Regions from separate parts of the Mus musculus genome. Here region 1 is linked to region 2. The links are chromatin contacts, called in public HiCAR-type maps. All regions are on one chromosome and are shown on one strand. Each heading gives the region's core, a stretch centred on a gene start, on an enhancer-like site or on the middle of the called end of the contact. The rest is flanking DNA. Distances are from core to core; before and after follow the strand shown. Region 1 overlaps Txndc16 (thioredoxin domain containing 16). Region 2 has its middle 19 kb from the start of Ptger2.

Region 1 (4,846 bases), core at 951-3,450, 140 kb before region 2:
TACTGGAAGCATTTGTGAGTATATTGTATATAATAAGGAGGTTATTTGAAATAAAATTCTGATTGATCAATGGTAATATCACATGATTAGCACATAAGTTTTCAGCTTTCAGAAGCTCTGGGGTGTCATTTTATGGCTGAATACTTGCTTGATTCTGTTTATTTTATACACACAACTTTTCTAGTGTGCTGGTAAAACTTCACTGGCTTCCTGGGGCCAAAGTGTCCAGTGTCCGGTAAACATTGTTACAATAAAGATGGTCTAGAAGGTCAGACATCCTGGTTGTAAATTCTTCCGAGTCCTCACTGGCTCTGTGTTGTATTTGCTGCTCCTAAGATTTCCATGTGTATGGTACAGAATCACTGCTGGGAGTAAATGTCCGAAGAGTGCCACTTAGTAGAGAGTGTCTGGCCTGTAGCAAGCATTCAGCAAGTGTTAGCTATTGCTATAATTTATACAGTTTTAAAATGCCACCATCTGACCCATTTTCTAATGCCCTTTCCTGGAGTCACAAGCACACCAGGTGTAACCTAGGATACTTGATTTCAGTAGCTACAATACACTTGTATTTCTGAAGTTATGATGGGGTATTAGTATCAGCTATAAATATTGACTGAATGATCTCCTTTCTCGTTTCTTGTCACGGTGACCTACATGCTAATACATTGGGTAGGCTAAATTAAAGATTACATAAAGGGTAGACTTTAAAACAAGTTTCTGTGTTACCTTGAGTCTGTCCCCCCAACCCTCCTGCTAAGTTAACAGGTCATAATTAATCAAATAACTGAGTTAATATTTTTCAGCATGTGGTTTTCTAAATCATTGTTCTAATAATTTTTAAGAGACATATTGTTAGAGAAATGCTACCTTAACATATACATAGTAGAGTAAATTATATATTCAAATAATACAAGAGTAATAGAGAAGGAATTTGGACTCAGCTGTAACTTCTCCAGGTTTAAACTTGAGAATATATTTCTCCAAAATCTAAAAACAATTATCAGTCTCTTCTTATTTTATTACTTTTTTTTATACTCCAGTTGTTACTCCCTTCCCAGTCTGCCCTCCTACAGTTCCTCATCCCATTCCTACTCCCCTGTCTCTTTATTAAGTATATTTTCATGAAGGAAAATATATTAATGCTTATTTATAATATCTGCTCAGTAATAATTTGTGTTAATGCTCTGTATTAACTAGTTTCCCCTTGTTGGATATTTGTTATCTTTTAGACAGCTTGGTCTTTCTCTCTTGGCTGATATGGAAAAGGAGACTGGCCATCACTGACCTTTGCTGTCCCAAATTCCTATTCTATTTAGTCATCCTCCTGCAAACAGGCCGGTCTGTCCAGGTCACCAGTCTGATAGAAAATCTGCAGTTCCCAGGAGCTAGAACCCTGCCTGGATGGATCGTTCCTGTCTGGTCGTGCAGTTACACTTGCCTCTTGCTTTCCCTACGCTGTCATCCGTCAGCTCCCTGATGCCCCACATGTAGCTGTAACAGCTCTCTCTGTTGTGATGATAGCCCTCAGTGTCTGTAGCTCTGCTGGAGTACAAACCCAGCCTGTCAGGACCTTATTCTTGACACAGGGACTTTCTACGGTATCAGAGTGACACTTCCTCCCCTCCCCTTGTCTTTTTGATAGGTTGGCTTCCTTAGCTGTTGAACATGAGCAGTGTTCAGGGATCACAGCAGTTTGCACACCTCTCTCTTCTAGTGAGTGAATTCCTCGAGGGCAGCAAGTTTCTTACACCTCAGGCTTCTTATTCTTAGTACATGAGATGAGCAGAAGTCACCTTCATCTCATGTTTCTAGGGCTCTGAGAGATGTGTCATCATTTAGGAGAGGATGCCATCCATGTCAGAGATAGGCAACAGGTAGAACTGCTGAAGGCCAGCCTAGGGCATTTGAAGAAGCAGACGTAGGATTTAACTTGTGGCGTAGGAAATCTAAGATGATTATTGTGAGAATGAAGAAAAGAAGTAGAAGAAAGAGTGATTGGCAAAGGGAAGGGAAAGGTATATGCCAGCTTGGGTAAAGGTTGTTGGCATGGTTTTAAAAAGTCAAGTTGTTGGTAAGGGTTTCTAGTGACCCAGTGAAATCAGCTGGTAGGTAGTAAGCCTGCTTTCTCCTTCCCTACAGAGCCTCTGGGAACATTTCTCATCTGAAATGAGATGATGTTTCTAGCTCACAGTGCCTCCAGAGGGCACTGTACTACTGCGGGACACCCTTGTAAAGCAGTAACAGGAAGGTGGTAGACAGTTAGATCTCTTACTCCTCACTAAATTCCTTTCAGCTGCTTTAAACCCAGAAGAGGTAAAAATTGGCGTTTGGGCTTGTTTAGCACATCTTTAATTGTTTTAAACATCCAAAGGATACATATGTTTGGAAAAAGCGAGCTAATCATGGAGAGGGGGGAAAAGGTTATAATTTCAGTTTCGCTTATGTTTAATCTCTAGTAAATTAAAAAACAAACAAACAAACAAAAAAAACCCCATACTCGATGGAAGAGTGAAAGAGTGTTGTCTGTCATGGGTGTACTAGCTAATCTAGGTCCAGAGCTCAGCATGAGTTATTGTAGAGATACCAACCTTTGTGTTCTTAAAGTCTGTTAGCAATTTTATTTTGACTATAATTCATTACTGTGATATAGTATTGAGTAAGAATTTTTAAAGATTTACTTACTGTGGTCAAATCTCTGAAAAAAAAGTGTGAATTTCATTTTATAAACTAAAATTGCGTGAGTGATTTGAACATCATTTCTGATTTATGCTGTATCATGCCTGTGTTTTTGTTTGAGGAATTTTAATTATTTTTTTTAACAGCCAGAAATCACTGTGGAAAATCTTCCCACATATTTAAGATTTCAGAGACCGCTACTTCTCTTGTTTAGTGGTGGCAGCATAAACCCTCAGTACAGGAACACGATCCTGGCACTGGTGAGACAGAAGCAGCTGGATTCGTTTACCCCTTGCTGGTTAAATCTGTAAGTCTATGTTGTATGGTCTTGTTTTGCTCTAAGAGGAAGGCTGGGGGAAGTCTGTGTTGTGGTGTCTGCCTAAAATCATAGCATCATGAGTTCAAGGCTACATGAAGGAAGTCGAATTACATTTTCATTAGTAAATGAAATTCTATAGCCTTCGAGTTAACATGCAACTAAATACACCATCATGATATTTTTATAACTAGTTTCCTCAGAAAAGTTCAAAGATGACCTTGTTTAGACCTGTTATTGTAAAATAACTGTAGGTACTATTTTCTGATTTTAAAAAGTAGTAGATGTCCCCTGAAAACAGTGGCAAATAGGAAAGTAAGCATTGAGATATTTACAGACTTCAGTCTGTGTGGTGACAGTCAGCCAATAGCAGTGGAGAAGGCCTTCACGCAGTGCATCCCTTTGTGGCAGTTTCTGGCGTGTTCTCTAGATGCATCACTGGTGCTTCATTAAATGTCTGTGAGCACGGTTCACATGTGCACACATGACCCTTACAGATAAGCGGTTCACATGTGCACACATGACCCTTACAGATAAGCGGTTCACATGTGCACACATGACCCTTACAGATAAACGGTTCACATGTGCACACATGACCCTTACAGATAAACGGTTCACATGTGCACACATGACCCTTACACATAAACGGTTCACATGTGCACACATGACCCTTACACATAAACGGTTCACATGTACACACATGACCCTTCTTCAGACTCACAGATAAAAGCTGTGCTTTTTAAAACTTAATTGAAAAGCAAGAAGAATGTGGCAATATACATCATTTTTGTCTTACTAACATTACATCTCACACTTGAGGGAAAGTTTACCTCGGTAACTTCCACTGTAGGTATTAAAGTAGTGTTTTACGTAATGTGAAGTGTGCTGCATCAGGAAGCGACGCTTCTTTAAAGTGTAGCTCCTTGTAGGACTGTAGTTCCGGTTTTAGAGCTTCAGTGTGGAATTAACATTCTTCCTTTCCCAAGGAAAGGGACAATCTTAGGGGAGAGGAATGTTCGTAACAGGAAGCATCCTGTTAGACTTGCAGAACATGCCAGTTTGGAGCTGACACGTGAGGAGGCACTAAGGGAAACCGACTGATTGTAGAACCCGTGTTGATTGTCATGCAAAGTCACTGGGTGCCTTCTGTTCCTCATCATAGACTGCCCCAGATCACAAAGACACTTGGGAAGCATTTGATTGCTAATATAATTGTAGATCTCTTGTTTTGGTGAAGTCTCTTCATAAGCTCTCTGGCAGGCTAATCATTGAAGCTCATTGCTCGATAAATGACTATTTTCTTCTTCGTCGTCATAGAAGGAACGATTAGAGTACTCAACCATCCTTTCTTGCAGGAAGAACACTCCCGTGGGGAGGGGCATCTTGAAGGCATATTTTGGCCGTCTGCCACCACTTCCTCAGCTGCTGTTGGTGAATCTGCATTCGGGTGGCCAAGTGTATGCATTTCCTTCATCCCAGTCTGTGACGGAACAAAGCCTTGTGTTGTGGCTGAAACATTTACAAGCGGGACTAGAAAATCCCATCAGTAAGTTGTCTCTTTCCTTCAGGACATATAGTGCTGTGTTTTGCTGCATTCGTTTTAAATGTTAATCATAGCTAATGAAGATGAACAGTCTAGACTCCTCAGGTTCGGGATGGAGACACTGCCTCACCTTCTAAGGCCTCTGTTTTCAGTACTGATGTGCTCTTAGTCCATGTTGCTCTGCACATTGCCAGTGTCTTCAGCCATGTGAGTCTTGTAATCACTAGTTCAAAACCTGCCACTTTGGGAACAGTGACTGGTCAAAGTGAAAAGCTGTTGTGCTGTCTTCATACACAAATTCTCCCATCCCG
Region 2 (4,751 bases), core at 1,741-4,240:
TTTTTTACAGTTCAGTCATTACCGCCTGCCCCCCACTGCCCTCCTGGTTTGCCTTCCCACAGTTCCTCATCCCATTCCTCCTCCCCCTGTCTCCAAGAGGATGTCCCCCTCCCACTAGGCCTCTCTGCTCCCTGGGGCCTCAAGTCCCTCCAGGGTTAGATGCATCTTCTCTCATTGAGGCCAGATGAAGCAGTCCTCTGTTCTATATGTGTTGGGGGCCCCAGACTAGCTCTTGTATGTTGCCTGGTTAGTGGCACAGTGTCTCAAAGATCTCAGGGGTCAGGTGAGTTGACAGTGCTGGTCTTCCTATGGGGTAGTCCTCCTCCTCGGCTTCTTCCAGCCTTTCCCTAATTCAACCACAGGAATCTCGACTTCAGTTCATTGGTTGGGTGTAAGTATCTGCCTCTGTCTCAGTCAGTTGCTTGTTGGGCCTCTTGGAGGTCAGCCATGCCAGGCTCCTGTATGTAAGTACACTATAGCATCAGTAATAGTGTCAGGCCTTGGGGCCTCCTCTTGAGATGGATCCCAAGTTGGGCCAGTCACTGGACCTCCTTTCCCTCAGACTCTTCACCATTTTTGTCTCTGCAGTTCTTTAGACAGGAACAATTCTTGGTCAGAGCTTTTGACTGTGGGATGGCAACCCCATCCCTCCACTTGATGCCCCATCTTTCTTCAGGAGATGGACTGTACAAGTTCCCTCTCTCTACTATTGGACATTTCATCTAAGGTTCCCCCCACCTCTTTGAGTCCCAAGAGACTCTCATGTCCCTGGTACATTCTAGAGGACCTCTCCCCAACCCCACCCCCAGGTTGCTGCATACTTCCATTCATTCTGCTGGCTGTGCTGGTTTGTTTTATGTCAGCTTGACACAAGCTAAAGTCATTTGAGAGAAGGGAACCTTAAGAAAAGGCCTGCATAAGATGTAGCTCTATAAGATCTGACTGAAGGCAAACCTGTAGGGCATTTTCTCAAATAGTGATTGTTGGGAGGTCCATGTCCATTGTGTGTGGTATCATCCCTAGGCTGATGATCCTCAACTGCATGCAGAGCAGCATCCTTCCATAGCCTCTGCAACAGCTTATGGCTCCTGGGCTCCTGCCCTGCTTGAGTTTCTGACCTGACTTCCTCTAAATAAGAAAGTGTAAGACCAGTACATCTTTTCTTTCTCTATGTGCTTTGGTGCTGCTGTTTCATCATAGCAATAGTAACTCTAACTAGGACGCCCTTGATGGCCTCCTAACCTAACCCTGCACACCCAGCTTCCTACTGTGCAAAGCGTGGCACTCACACTTCTTTTAGTTGCTGAGGATTCTAAGGTATGACTTTGTTTCCAAGAAAATATCAGTAGAAACATAATGTTAAAATTAAGCCAGAAGTCCACATATGAAAACTCTCACTGATAGGTACTTTCTCCCCCCCCCCCCCCCTTAAATTTCTTGGCGTTTGGCTTTGGCCTAGCATCGTAGCTAGGCCAGATGTGGAAGTGGTCACCCGGAGGGGAGGTGTGTTTTCAGTCATCCTTTTGTCTCTCTTGGCCCTTTCTTTTTACACTTACAAATCCCTTGTGTTGTACAAGTAGACGAATCAGCATTTGACTCTCTGAAATACCATTGTCATGGTTTCTGGTTGTTACCTGATAGAGGAACAGGCACAGAATTATTCTAACCATCACAACTTCCAAGGGTCAGAGAGTACAGCCAGGTGTGTGTGTGCGTGTGTGTGTGTGTGTGTGTGTGTGTGTGTGTGTGATGTCAGAATGAACTCTAAACTGAGCATCTAGAAAAACACTGGCCCTAACCTTCCTAACATTTACCGCATCCAGGCATAGTGCTAAATGTCCTGGAAACTCAAAAAATTGGCAGGTAGATGATGTTACTCTCATTTTAGAGGTGAGGAAACTGGGACTCTGAGCAATGAAGTAACTTGTCTGGGAAAACTTTGGAAGTCTGAAAAAAAATCTACAGATCTACTAGAGTTTGCATGTGCATCAAAGAAAACAAGATGTGTATGTAATAGGAGACACACAGAGAGAGAGAGAGAGAGAGAGAGAGAGAGAGAGAGAGAGAGAGAGAGAGAGAGAGAGAGAGTAGCAGAATCCATGCCAGGAAAAATACACTCAAGAAGGAGGCTGTGTGCTGTTACATGCCTGTGACATCAGCATTCTAGAAAGTGGGACAGGAGGGCCTGGAGTTAGAGGCCAGTCTGGGCTATGTAATTTGACTATGTCACAAAAGTAGGGAGATAAAAGGGGAGATGAGTGAAGAAATGAAGGTGAAGGCTGTGTAGCAGGATCAACCATGTTGGCAGCTGCTCCTGGAAGCTGTAATTTGCTGATTTTTTTTTTCTGTATTGTTAAAATCTCTGCCCTGTCTGTCCTGTTCCTTAACCTCATTCTTTGTTTCCCCCTCACGTCGGAGCTGGATTCCCACAAGGTAGCTCAGGCTGCAGACTCTCCAGTGTTGGGCAAGTTACAGGTATGTCAGTTTTCTTATGTTTCTTATTCGTGTTTAGACATGGCTTCAAATGCTCTTTATGCTGGCTCTGTAGGCATATCTAACTTGTGTTTTGGGAGATATGTCCTGCCCCTAGTTAGGTTTTTCTGATACCAGAGGCCCTTCTCAAAAATAAGACCTAAATTCTAAACTAGTATCTAGAGTCTAGGGCAAGTAAATTTGTAAGGGAGATCTATTATATTTTATCTCTCTCTCTGTAAATAGGGCAGCTCCCTGTGTGCCACACTTGCTGAGGAATATCTATTTGGAGTTTAGAAGGCAAGAAGCAGAACTTCCCAATGCAAACTGTTGATCTACTCGTGGTGGCTAGTTTCCGTTTTCCCCTCTAGATCTAGCATTCTGTGCTTCATCGGTGCACAGCCTGGGTCCTCTTCTGTTGTAGACTACAACTAGGTTTGCCTGGTGGAAGGGAGGGGCAGAAGAACTCCTTCTCACCCTGTGGCTTGGCAGTGGCTGTTTCCCCTTTCTGAGTCATGACTCCTATTGGATGGCATCTTCTACATCTTTCATTGAGTTCCAGTAACTGTTCCTCCCTTGTTACCCCAGGCGTAGGAGGAGGGACAGCTTTGAAGGCCTCCTCCCCCATCCCCTCACTCTCTGTAAATATTCCTTTTATTAAACATTCCTCCTCTACCCCCTGAATGTGTCATCATTTCCTACCTGAATCATCACTGTCTTACTTGATTTTGTAAAGTTTCCACATGTGACATACATGGATTGCAGACTCAGATTGCTAAGATTGACCTTTAGTAACACAAATATTGTACAGAAAATAAAACCACAACTCAAAAGGGGAATTTATATCACTTTTTTCAATTCACCTAAGTTAACAGATTTAGAAAGGAGTGTGAAAACAGCGCTGTCTGACACATAGCCTTCGGCTCTATGGAAATTGGATTTGTAGCTTTTGTGAGTTGCTAAAATAATACTCCTTCCCCTAGTCTTTCATGTGGCTGAATGGCTTTTGTTTTGCTTTGTTTTGTTGGTTTTTGAGACAGGGTCTCACTATGTAGCCCTGGTTGGCCTAGAACTTGATATGTAGACCCAGCTGGCTTTAAATCAAGCATTCCTCTAGCTCTGTCTCTTGAGTGCTGGGATTTAAGGTATGTGTCACCAGACCCACTGATAAATGGTTTTTAGGCCTATCATAATGCGGCTGAGTGATTGGCTGTATGTCACAAGTGCACTCAAAGAGGACATACAAGGGAAAGGAAGGAACTTTGCTAATCCCTCCAAATGAGAAGCACCAGGCTCATGACCCTTCAAGAAGAAATGTTCATTTGCACAGGGCAATGCATCTCAGTGAGTGGCCCAAGTGGGAGCCCTGCCCAAGACTAGAAAACCATTAGATTTGGCTTAGCTAAGTGAAATAAACAGTCTTGTCCCAAGTGAGAGCTAATTGTTCTCCTCTGCCTTTCAAAGTTAAGTTATCAAATTCTAAGCCAGAGTGTGTTGTTTTTCTTAGTCCAAGTCCAAATCAGAGCTGTCTTGACTCTAACATAAGGTCAATCTCTCTGAAAGTGCACTGACATTAGGAGGAGAATGTTGAAATTTAACAAGTGATGCTGAGCACAGGGTGGGATGGATTGGCCTCCTATGCCAGCTTGGGTGGTTTGGAGATGGATGTTTATAGAGCATGGGGCAGGCTGTAGGTTGTTTGGGTTCTATGGTTTGAGGATGGTAGTTTCTAGAGCATGGGGCTGTACAGTGGTTGTCTTGCTTATAAAGTTCTTGACATTCAGGTCTTCTATGGACTTGACAGCAAACTTGGTTCTCTATCAGATCTCTAGAGAGCCAAGGCTCCAACTTAACAGCAGCACTTTCCAAGTCTTTCGTGGAAAGGTGAGTGGGGTTTCACTGAATCATCTAGAAATGGCCTAGTACAGAACAGACAACTGGGTTCCATTCCAGGACGTGCTAACTTAGGGCTGGCATTCTCAGATGAGTATTCACTTGCCCGTTTTCTCCCTTTTCACAGCAACAACAGTTGGAAGCAAAGAACACAATCAGATTCTCTTTTTTTCAAACTCAGCCCTGTAATATGTAATGTATACTATGTAATGGCTTTCTCTCATCTACCTGGAAAATGCAACTAAAACAAGCTTGGCTGCTAGGACAGGGTCTATAAGGAGGAAATGGTTACATACCTTCCAGGCATTTTGTTTTCTAAGTTGCCTTTGAAATGCCACAAACAATAGGTGATTGTTAGAGAGAGAGTTTTGGCATTCAGTTTCTTC

Evidence for each region. HiCAR-type assays count read pairs that join an accessible place to other places.
Region 1: a HiCAR-type map of Th17 cells shows a contact between it and region 2, with 3 times the contacts expected there. The contact joins two enhancer-like sites. A contact is called at or near these places in 1 of 15 datasets of contacts at CTCF or cohesin (CD8 T cells), 4 of 484 Hi-C or Micro-C datasets (bone marrow-derived macrophages, cerebral cortex, embryonic limb bud and 1 more) and 14 of 115 datasets of contacts at active chromatin or transcription factors (the 230-238 cell line, CD8 T cells, the HPC-7 cell line and 10 more).

Annotation. Positions count from the first base shown.
Region 1 is chr14:45,140,110-45,144,955 of GRCm38.p6, reverse strand. Txndc16 (thioredoxin domain containing 16) reads left to right here. Exons shown (of 21, transcript NM_001310534.1): 18 at 1-14; 19 at 2,823-2,983; 20 at 4,348-4,538. Among named protein-coding and RNA genes, the nearest start is that of Gm34362, 34 kb to the left of the region's middle. Within about 2 kb of position 2,200, at least 13 of the 459 cell types and tissues checked have an H3K27ac peak or open chromatin away from gene starts, as enhancers often do. A contact at or near this core is called in Th17 cells, bone marrow-derived macrophages and regulatory T cells, where this site is marked.
Region 2 is chr14:45,004,295-45,009,045 of GRCm38.p6, reverse strand. No RefSeq gene overlaps it. Among named protein-coding and RNA genes, the nearest start is that of Ptger2, 19 kb to the right of the region's middle. Within about 2 kb of position 2,990, at least 70 of the 459 cell types and tissues checked have an H3K27ac peak or open chromatin away from gene starts, as enhancers often do. A contact at or near this core is called in Th17 cells, bone marrow-derived macrophages and regulatory T cells, where this site is marked.